Regions from separate parts of the Mus musculus genome. Here all the other regions are linked to region 2. The links are chromatin contacts, called in public HiChIP or PLAC-seq maps. All regions are on one chromosome and are shown on one strand. Each heading gives the region's core, a stretch centred on a gene start, on an enhancer-like site or on the middle of the called end of the contact. The rest is flanking DNA. Distances are from core to core; before and after follow the strand shown. Region 1 has its middle 180 kb from the start of Gm10445. Region 2 has its middle 26 kb from the start of 4930504D19Rik. Region 3 overlaps Exoc6b (exocyst complex component 6B).

The links. HiChIP or PLAC-seq counts read pairs in DNA pulled down with a chosen protein or histone mark.
Region 1: a CTCF HiChIP or PLAC-seq map of the NIH/3T3 cell line shows a contact between it and region 2, with 7 read pairs. The contact joins two enhancer-like sites. A contact is called at or near these places in 1 of 15 datasets of contacts at CTCF or cohesin (the NIH/3T3 cell line), 3 of 484 Hi-C or Micro-C datasets (embryonic stem cells and liver) and 2 of 115 datasets of contacts at active chromatin or transcription factors (embryonic fibroblasts and embryonic stem cells).
Region 3: a contact with region 2 is called in an H3K27ac HiChIP or PLAC-seq map of the NIH/3T3 cell line, with 7 times the contacts expected there. The contact joins two enhancer-like sites. A contact is called at or near these places in 1 of 15 datasets of contacts at CTCF or cohesin (the NIH/3T3 cell line), 6 of 484 Hi-C or Micro-C datasets (the Ba/F3 cell line, the G1E-ER4 cell line, LSK cells and 1 more) and 1 of 115 datasets of contacts at active chromatin or transcription factors (the NIH/3T3 cell line).

What each region holds. Positions count from the first base shown.
Region 1 is chr6:84,245,489-84,248,557 of GRCm38.p6, forward strand. No RefSeq gene overlaps it. Among named protein-coding and RNA genes, the nearest start is that of Gm10445, 180 kb to the right of the region's middle. Within about 2 kb of position 1,638, at least 37 of the 459 cell types and tissues checked have an H3K27ac peak or open chromatin away from gene starts, as enhancers often do. A contact at or near this core is called in the NIH/3T3 cell line and embryonic fibroblasts, where this site is marked.
Region 2 is chr6:84,559,656-84,562,943 of GRCm38.p6, forward strand. No RefSeq gene overlaps it. Among named protein-coding and RNA genes, the nearest start is that of 4930504D19Rik, 26 kb to the left of the region's middle. Within about 2 kb of position 1,671, at least 11 of the 459 cell types and tissues checked have an H3K27ac peak or open chromatin away from gene starts, as enhancers often do. A contact at or near this core is called in the NIH/3T3 cell line and embryonic fibroblasts, where this site is marked.
Region 3 is chr6:84,922,530-84,925,870 of GRCm38.p6, forward strand. All of the region lies in intron 6 of Exoc6b (exocyst complex component 6B), which reads right to left. Among named protein-coding and RNA genes, the nearest start is that of Exoc6b, 150 kb to the right of the region's middle. Within about 2 kb of position 1,497, at least 99 of the 459 cell types and tissues checked have an H3K27ac peak or open chromatin away from gene starts, as enhancers often do. A contact at or near this core is called in the NIH/3T3 cell line, where this site is marked.

The sequences.
Region 1 (3,069 bases), core at 388-2,887, 310 kb before region 2:
ACCCATGAGCCTATGTGGGGCATTTCTAATTCAAACTACCATAGAGACCTAGCTCTGCCTGTAAGGGATCATCTAGATCAGGTTGACTGAGCTGAGGGAGCACACCTTCACCATGGGGAGGACCATCCCATGGCCTGGGGCTCTGGGCTGAATTCTAAGGCAGGAGTCGAGCACTGCCATTCATCTCTCTTTGCTTCCTGACTGTCCACAGGATGTTTTGAAACATAATGCCTTGTGCCCCTGCTGCTGCACCTTCCTCCATGATGGTCTATGAGTCCAGAGAAACCACCCCTTCTCTCGATTCTTTTGACAGATACTTTGCCCCCATGGGAAAAAAAAAAAAACTATACATCTGCATAAGTTGGAGCCAGGCCTGAGCACAGTGCCCACTCCCTAGTGCCTTCCACTGCAGAGATAAAAGGTATTTGTTGAGGGACCTTGGCACTTCCCCAAGACTGGGCAACAAGGACCCCTAACTTGGGGTGTCGTCCTCTGTCTGCTGTAGCTCCTCCTATGTAACTGGGGTTGACCAGGGACAGCAGTTCCTAGCTGGGGCCTCTGGAGGTTAGAGTGAAACCTGGGTGGGCCATGTTCTTGTTTCTTCTCCTGATCTTCAAGTCCCATGTGTGAGGTCAGCCATATGCCACAGAGGGTGGGCCTCAGGTCTGTGGGGGTCCTCGTGGGGCCCATAGCTACACTTGCTTCTAGCCTGGAGTCTGGTGTGTAGATGGCTCCCCTGGTGGGGTGGAGTGCTTTGTGTGAGTGTAATCACAGGAGACTGGGCTTTCAGAATGGTGCTGACATCCTACTTTGGAATGACTCAAATTGTTTGTATCAGCAGGAGCCTGGCAAGAAAATTCTTTTTGCTCAGATTCCAGTCACCCTAGGGGTACTTCTGTCACCCCCTGACATTAAGCCATCTTGCTGCTTATTGTATTAATTGATTTTTTTTCTTAGTTGCCTTAAAATCTCCTTTAAAAGACCCACACCAAGGGAGAGCTCCCAGATTCCCTTTATTACCCCTTCCCGCCATGTTTCACAATCCTTAGATTTTAAAATTGGATCCAGACCTGCTTCCCAAGCCTAGTTCTTTAGCTGGAGCAATCTCCTTTTGTGCTGGCTCGGTGGACACGGTTTTGTCCCTCTCAACCCATAACCTTCTTGAAAAAGAGTTCAAGAGGACAGCTAGCCCCTAGGGTGTCCACAAGACCAAACTGGTGATCACCCTGCCAGGGGTCTTAAGATGTGTGGAAGTCAGGGATGGCCAAGGAAGGCCTTCATTCAGCACGGCGCCTCACAGGCTGGGCATCCTTTTCACCAACTGCCTGTTCCTCTACTGTCTTCACACACACTTGCCTAGGTCCTGTCCTCTGGCTTCATTGAAGCACACATGCTGGCTAGATCTCCCTAGTGATGCTGGGATGCTGGCTTGGAATAGAACGGCCAAAGGCCCTACATCTGGGCAGTGATGGACCTCTGGGAGCTAGAGGTGAGCAGACCACTCCATGGCCCGGGGGGGGGGGGGTCTGTGCTATGAACATTTCCTTCCCAGAAGCATCTGCCAGGGGGCCTGCTCTGAGCCTCTTTGTCTCTGCCTTCTCAGCGGGGCTGTCAAGAGCCCAGCCTCACAGGTTGTGACTAATCACTAGCACATTTTTTTTCCATCCAAGAAGAAGAAAAAGTCGAAGGAGATGAAGAAAAAAAAAACCCAACAGTGAATAACTCGGAAGACTTTCCAACATGTGGGTGTTTTTCTGGGACCAAAGATCAGGAAGATTCCAAATGTAAACAATCCCAAAATAACCCAGTTCCCCCAAACCCCAGGCATTCCCAGGACTGGTTGTCCATGCTCCCTCCCTTCCCCGCTGGGAACTGGGGTCAGGAAGAGGTGGTAAGGCTGAGGCTCTGCATGAGGTTGCTGGGGTAGGGCCTTCAGCACTGTGTGAGCTCTGTGAGCATAAGTGGATCTTGTCATTAGAGAACTTTGGTGTCCTTTCTCTTGGGAGAGGGGCTTCTTGGTGCCACATTGGACCAGCTCTCCATGAGATAAGGGGTTTCTTTGCCTGGTTATATCTCATTGTGCTTAAACCAAACTCTTGGGACTTCTCGCCAGCACAGTGTAATGGAAAGAATATGGACTTTGAAGTCACACAGGGTTGGAATCTTGGCTCCACAGCTTATTAATTGTGTGGCCTTGACTGTGTTATTTCGCATCTGGGAATCTCAGTTTCTTCATTTAAAACAGGAGTAATATTCCTCATCTGAAACCAAAATAAAATAAAATAAAAAGAAGATAAAGTGTCTACTGTGGTGCTCAATGCCCAGGAAGGACTTGCCGTTCCATTTCTTTGCCTCTCCCATGTTGCATGTAGGATGCTTGAACTGGAGACATCATTTTTAGCCTTTCCTTTCCCAGAAGAATACTGTATATGTTCAAAGACAGACTCATTCCTCCATGTTGTTACCTACTCCTCTTCATCACCACCTCTCCCCGTACTCTCTCTCTTACCTTTCTCCCTCTCTCATCTTTTAAATGGAATCTCACTATGGTTCCCAGGGCTAGTTTCACATTCTTACATTCAACCAATCCTCCTCCCTCAGCTGTCTGAGTAACAGGGATTACCAGGCCCACAGCACAGCATCTGGTTGGTTATGGACCCTGTGAATAGAGAGTGTATTACTATTTCATGTAAAACATCTTTTGGAAGGAGATCACTGTGGGAGAGAGAGGAGATCTTGGTGAGTACATCGGAAGCCCAGCGGGGTTGATAGGGCTTGTGGTGATGGGGTAATGACAGTGGAGGGCGTGGTCGTGAAGGTGGAAGAGATGGTGGTGATGGGAAACATGAAGAAGCTGATGGAGAACGAGGTTAGGGTGATGGAAGAGGTGGCGGTCATCATAGTGATGAAGGGTAAGATGGAAGTATTTGTGATGTGAAGGGGAGGGTAGCGGTGGTGATGGGGATGAAAGCCATGGTACTGATGTTGATACAGGCCACGTGGAGGTCACAGTACTGGGGTTGTTCAGCATGACAGATTAGGTTAAACTTGATGTGGCCTCATGGTGAC
Region 2 (3,288 bases), core at 421-2,920:
GTGACTTTTAAGCAGGAAACTTTGGAGCAGGTGAGTCATAGAAATACGGGGTCAGGGTGGAGGGCGGGCAGTTATCAACTGAGAGGGAGCTGATGCAAAGGCGCTGTGGTGAGTGGGCAGGGCTGAGGCCAGGAAGGTGAAGATGTTGGGCTGGCTTGGGAGGCACATCTACCCTGCTCAGATGTGGTCTCCACACGCAGCCATTGATGCTATCACATCATTGCACATCATGACAGTTGTCAGTTGCCTTTGTCTTCAGATACAGTAAGACTCATGTTTAAATTGCCAGTAAGGTGACAGACTCATGAGCTGCTACTGTTTGTAACAGTTTTCACTTCCTGGGTTTCAGATGATAGAATAGGAGGGGTCTTTATTACAGATTAATGTTTTATAAACAACAAACAATAACACTCTTCTTTCTTGATTTTTGATTTATGTGCTTTACATTATCTTGTTAGTAATTTACCTTCACGTATGTCTATACACCATGTGCACGCAGTGCCCAGGGGAAACCAGAAGAAGGCACTGAACCTTGTGGATCTGGAGTTACAGTTGATTGGGAGCTGTCGTGTGGGTGCTCAGAACCAAATGTGGGTCCCCTGAGTGCTCTCAGCTCCTGAGCTTCTCTCCAGACCCCACCCTCTTCTTTTCCCTTCAACCCTACCCTGTATACTACCAATATTTTTTATCTGTGTTTTCTCTTCTTTTCATTTCTTTTTATTTTTGTTGTTTTGAGAAAAGGTCCCACTATGTAGCCTTGGTTGCCCCGAAGCTCACTGTGTAGACCAGGCTGCCCTAAAACTCACAGAGATTTACTCTGCCTCTGCCTCTGCCTCTGCCTCTGCCTCTGCCTCTGCCTCTGCCTCTGCCTCTGCCTCTGCCTCTGCCTCTGCCTCTGCCTCTGCCTCTGCCTCTGCCTCTGCCTCTGCCTCTGCCTCTGCCTCTGCCTCTGCCTCTGCCTCTGCCTCTGCCTCTGCCTCTGCCTCTGCCTCTGCCTCTGCCTCTGCCTCTGCCTCCCATGGGATTAAAAGTGTCAACATACCTGGCTCACTTTAAGTTTTCTGACACAGGATCTCAGGTAGCTTAGCCTGGCTGTAAACTCACTCTGTAGCTGTGTCCCTGCCCCTCGTTCTATATTTTTGTACACTTACATCTTATATGTGTGTGTGTTTGTTAAGAAACCGATGTGCTTGCTGGTATCTCTCTCCCTCTCTCTGCTTTTACATTTCCTTGCTTACTTTTATGAGTTTCTTAGTCAATTGCTTCCCCTTGGTTCCTTCTCTGCGGGTTTGTAAGTTCTGTAGCTGCAGAAGACACAGTTCTAAAGCCAACAGTACCCTACACATTCCTCGAGAATTAAATAGGAAGTCTGGAGAAACGGCTCTGCAGTTAGGAACACTTCTGGGGCTCGAGATGCACACAGAAACACATAAACAAGATAGAATAAACATATTTAAATGTATAGGAGTCCAGGACACATTGATTTTTTTTTTTACATCCTTCTCCAAATAATCACATTCCTGGAATCTGCCCTTCTTTTCCTTCAGTAATTTCATTTGATGTTTGCGTTTTATTTTACAACCAGGACTCTGAACAATGTAGACATTAGCCTCTCCTGCAGTCTGGTTACTCATGCCCCTACTGTCTGTCCCACCTCTTCCAGTCCTGGGTTCTTGGTCTGACTCACTTCTCAGCTCACTGGTGGAGCCTTGGAACCATTATTTTTCAGGAGTTTACATAAGCCTTTACTTGTCCAAGAATGTCACTTTCTTGACCTATATATGAGTGATGTCATAGCTATGTACAGAATTCTTTAGAATTAGGTTGATTATCCAAATATGGTGATTGTTGATTCATGGTGAAGTTACAAGTGTGTAATGTTGAGTCCTGGAGAGGCCAGGACTCTCTGTAGGAAATCTCTTCCTCTCTTGCTGAGATGGCTTCCTTTCATCCTTGATCAAGAGGTTTTATAGAGCTAAGCATCTCCGAGTCATCTCACACCAGCTTCAGCACCTTGAATCTGATGGCTTTTACTTTTCTTTGCATCAGAGAAGTTGCTTTATACGATATATTTTTGCTTGTTTTTGTTTATGTTTGGTTTTGTTTTATTTTGTGTTTGATTATAGAATCAGAAAACAATAGCCAGGCATGCTGGTACAGACTTTTAATCAGAAGCAGTCCTGAAGCAGGGCAGGCGACTTTCTGAGTTTGAGGCCAGACTGGTCTACATAGCAAGTTCCAAGCCAGCCAGGGCTACACAGAGAGACTCTGTCTCAAAAATGGAAGAAAGGGAGTGAGACAGGGGAAGAATAGTGGCTATTTTAAATATTTATTTATTTGTATTATTTTTAAGTCTATGGCTATGTATGCATATGTACCCAGGAGTGCAGGTGCCCTTAGAGACCAGAGGTGTCAGATCCCCTGCAGCTGGAGCTTCTGAGCCACTGGACACCAACTCTGGTCCTCTCAAGATCAGTGAGCACTCTAAAGGGCTGAGCCATCTCTCAGGCCCCTATAAAAGTGTTTAGATACAATTTCAGGTAGAAACTTTAAATGAAAAATGTAAACCTCCATTGGTATTTGACTTACAATGAGCTCAATAAATACATAATTTGTTAGTTGGGCCTTCCCCCTTTCCTGTACTTCTTCCTCCTCTTCTCCAGCCTGTCCTTCCTCTTCCTTCTCCTCTTCCTTCTCCTCTTCCTTCTCCTCTTCCTTCTCCTCTTCCTTCTCTTTGCCTCTTGCCATTTTCCTTCTTCTTTGAAGCCTGGGGATTGAACCCAGGACCTCACAGAAGCTCAGGGAGGGTTCTGTGCAGAGGGCTCCCCACTCTAGCAGTGCCTGACTCTCCTCCACACACCCCACATCTGTCCCCCTGGTGTGCAAACCTGTTGCCCAGGTTCTCTATGCTTTTCCTTTGTCTTAGAAAGCCTTGAGCCAATGCTCTGCTCATTTGTTTTCCTGCTGCACACATCCTGCCTTTTAAACTTTTCTAGTAGTAAACTTTCACATTTAAAAAGTATCTTCTCTACTTTAGCATAGCTAGTGTTTTCTGTCATTTCCTTCTCCTCCCTTGAAGTGACCCTCTTAGGGTAGGGGTGGGCATGAGGTTGGGATTTTGGGGTGTGGCTGGGAGTGGGGTTTGGAGAGGGTGTCTGTTATCTCTTGCCTTCACTATGTCGTGACCATCCTCCAAGATGTGTCTTCAAGGCCTCCCCTCCTGGTGTCCTTGCTGTGTGGCCTCGCTCTTGTGAATCAATGATGTCCCTACAATGCAGAGTGATGACC
Region 3 (3,341 bases), core at 247-2,746, 360 kb after region 2:
CTGAGGAAGAAGTCTAAAGGCCAATCAAGAAGAATAAAACTAAGGGAACTAAATTTTTAGAAAATTCTAGAACAAGAGTAGTGTTTTTAAAGTTTATAGCTATTAATTACATTAAGCAAGCCACATATTTCTTCCTCTGAAATAGGAAAGGGAGAGTGAGTACAGGGAGGGAGGCTGAGAAAAACAAAAGGAATCTGAGAAAGCTGTTCTGATGACCTCCATCACTCCGAGATTCTGCTGAAAGCTGGAGGTAAATGGGGAGGGTGGGGAGTGACAGGAGCATCACCACCACAGTGGAGAAACAAAGGCCAACAGTGTCACTCATCCTGAAAGCTTCCTTCCATTGCTGCCACGGATGTCACTGCTTGTGCTCTTCCCCTTGAGTAAAACCATCACACTTAAGGGAACAAGAAAGCAATGAAGAGAGAGGAGTTAGCAGATACAACCTTTTCCCACCACAATAGCAAATCTACTAAGCTGACAAGCCATGTTCACACACCTATAAATTAATCAAAACCTTATCAAATTCCTTCCTTGCTTCAGAACCCTTTTGATTACATAGCATAGCAATCTAACTTGAACCTGAGTCCCCACTAACACCTCATAAGCTCATGGCAAACTGCTTCAGTTCATGAAGGCTTCATGCCACTCCTGTTGTCTCTAGCATTTCTAAGATACCGACCATTTACTCTGCTCACATAGCCAAGATACACCCAGAGGAAAGAGAAATGAACCTAAGATTCCAAAGCAACAGCCTGTTTGCGGAAGCTCAACAGTAACATCAGGTAAAAGTAAGCTTATCTCCTCCTTACTCAGTATCCTCGATTCTAAACTCATCAGAGCCATCAATGTATCAAAGTGACAGCTCATGGGAGATGGGGGACATGCACGGCTCAGACTAAGACTGTGGCTTTAACCTGAAAGAGAATGAGAAAAGAAAGGGAATGAGGAAGAAGGTGGGGGAGAAGGAAGAGAGGGGAGGAGAGAAAAGAAAGGAGGTGATAGGGTTAACTTGTATAAGGATAGATGGATTTTTTTTAAGTACTTTTCTTTTCCACGGGGGAATATCAATAGCCTTTTAAGCACTCTCACATTGAAATGTGTATTCTGACAGTCATGTCAGAGCCTGGATAAAAGCCTTTTCATGGAAATCATTAAAAAGAAAAGATCCAGACAAGAGGCCTGTTTTTGTCCAGGAATGAAAGTGGAAACGAATAACCTCAGCAGCTTTAACCGACGGAGGTGCCTTTCATACTGATGCGGCAGATGAAGCAACCGCTGCCCTCTCCGCTTCCCACACCGAGGCGCCTACATTTTCAACCAGCTGCTGTCTAAAACCTTCCAAATAGCACAGGACCTCTGAGGGTAGGATTCAGAGTGAGCACTGGCAAGAGCAGCCATTTGTGATTCAGAGCAAAGGGAATAGAGTGGCCCCAGAAGGATTCCATCAGAGCGGCCCCTCCTGGGCCCCGACTCCCCGCGTGTTAACCAAGGTCTCTCAGCTCTCAGCTCTAAACTGCTGAATCATTTCACCAGGAGCTGTGTGCCTATCTGCTGCTGAGAAACAACAGTCATTCCTCGCTCTGGCCATCATTTCCTTACTTCCCACTGCTAAATGCTCTGCTGGCCATGATCAGGCAGAGGCAGTGACTGACTCTCCCTAGGAAACTGGAAGGTGAGCCAGCCAGCCTCCAAGGTCACTTTATATTTTGGCTCAAACTCTAGGCTCTCAGCAAAAGATGTTTTTTGTTCCTAAAAGACCACAGAGATATTGATATTTCCCTTCCTCAAGTTAACAACTTTTCAAGGTCTCCCCACATGCCACATTTTCAACACTCACTCTCTCTCATTTAGTATCAGGCCTAATCTGTTTGAATGCTTTTCACTTATATATCCCATCAAAATCATTTCTAAATGATTACTAACCGTGCCAAGGGGGAAAAAAAACTTTTATTGATTAGTCCCTGGTCACTTGACGCTGATGAAAACTGCTGTCACAATGATCTTCTGAGACTCCTCAAATGATTTACTGGCTTTAACCATCTTAGGAAGAAGGGTAACACAAAATCCGAAGTTGGTGACAATAAAATAAATCCCAGAGAGCCTGGAGGTTCTCCCGAAAGCTGGTGTTATTCATAGTCTCAACACCACTAAAAACAAAACAAACAAACAAACGAACAAAAACATAACAAACTGTGACTAAACTCTGGTTTCAAATCCTCAAAGACACTTACAAAAATGTTTTTCCTCTCTCTTAAAATTAGGGAAATCATTGAATCCTTCAGAGTCCTTCAGAACACTGCAAAAACAGAATTCCACCGCGATGACAATGAAGACAACTATGCCTGGGCTCCATGCGCCTGGCAGAGTAAACTGCATTATTTGACTTAAGTCTAAGCCTATCTGTTATGGAGATACTTTTGTTACTTTCACCACATTAGAGAAAAATAAATTAGCATATAAAGATCGACTGCCATCCTACATTAAAATTACTGAATTCTGGAATGTGCATTGGGGGAGATCTAGGGTGTAGAGTATGTGTGTGTGTGTGTGTGTGTGTGTGTGTGTGTGTGTGTGTGTGTGTGCCTGTGTGCCTGTGTGCCTGTGTGTTGAGAATAGATATGATAGATTTTACTGTGTTGTCTAGCTTGATTTCAAAGTACCAGGATCAAGTTGTTCCTTCAGCCTCAGCTTCCCAAGTGCCAGGACTACAGGTGTGTACCAAAAAGTGAAAGAAATACTTTAAAACAATCCTGGGTAGGCATCCCTAGTTAATACATTTCCTACAAAGGCCACCTTTGCATAAATTATTCAGAATCAATTGTTAATTCACGTACCCCTCTCATTTCTGAGACAGACCATTAAAACAGAAAGCTCTCTTACTTAATTATTCAATAATAAACATAAAATTCAAGCATCTTTTATTCACCAATGAATCCCATAAAATCTGAAAGTAAAGCACTACTTGTAAAGGTTACAGTTAAGACTCCCCAATTTACACAAAGGAGCACTAAACACTCTGGAGATGTCACAACTTCCAGACACATCTCTGCCCATTCTTACTTGCTTAACTGTCCTCTTAATCTAAAGAAAAAGCATTTTATAAATTTTTGCTAAAATGAATGTATCATAACAACACATGTCAAAAACAATGTGCGTCAAACAACCTCCCTTTCTTGCATTTTAAGGTCAGAGAACATCCAGGATAAGAAGAAATGTTGTTCTCCTTTTGTTTGCTGAGTAAGAAAAGCACTTCTGTAGCATCCAGGCTAAGACAGTAAGGTATGGAGTGTATCATACCCCAAGTAAACGACTCTCGGGAAGGCTAGCTAGTTCATATC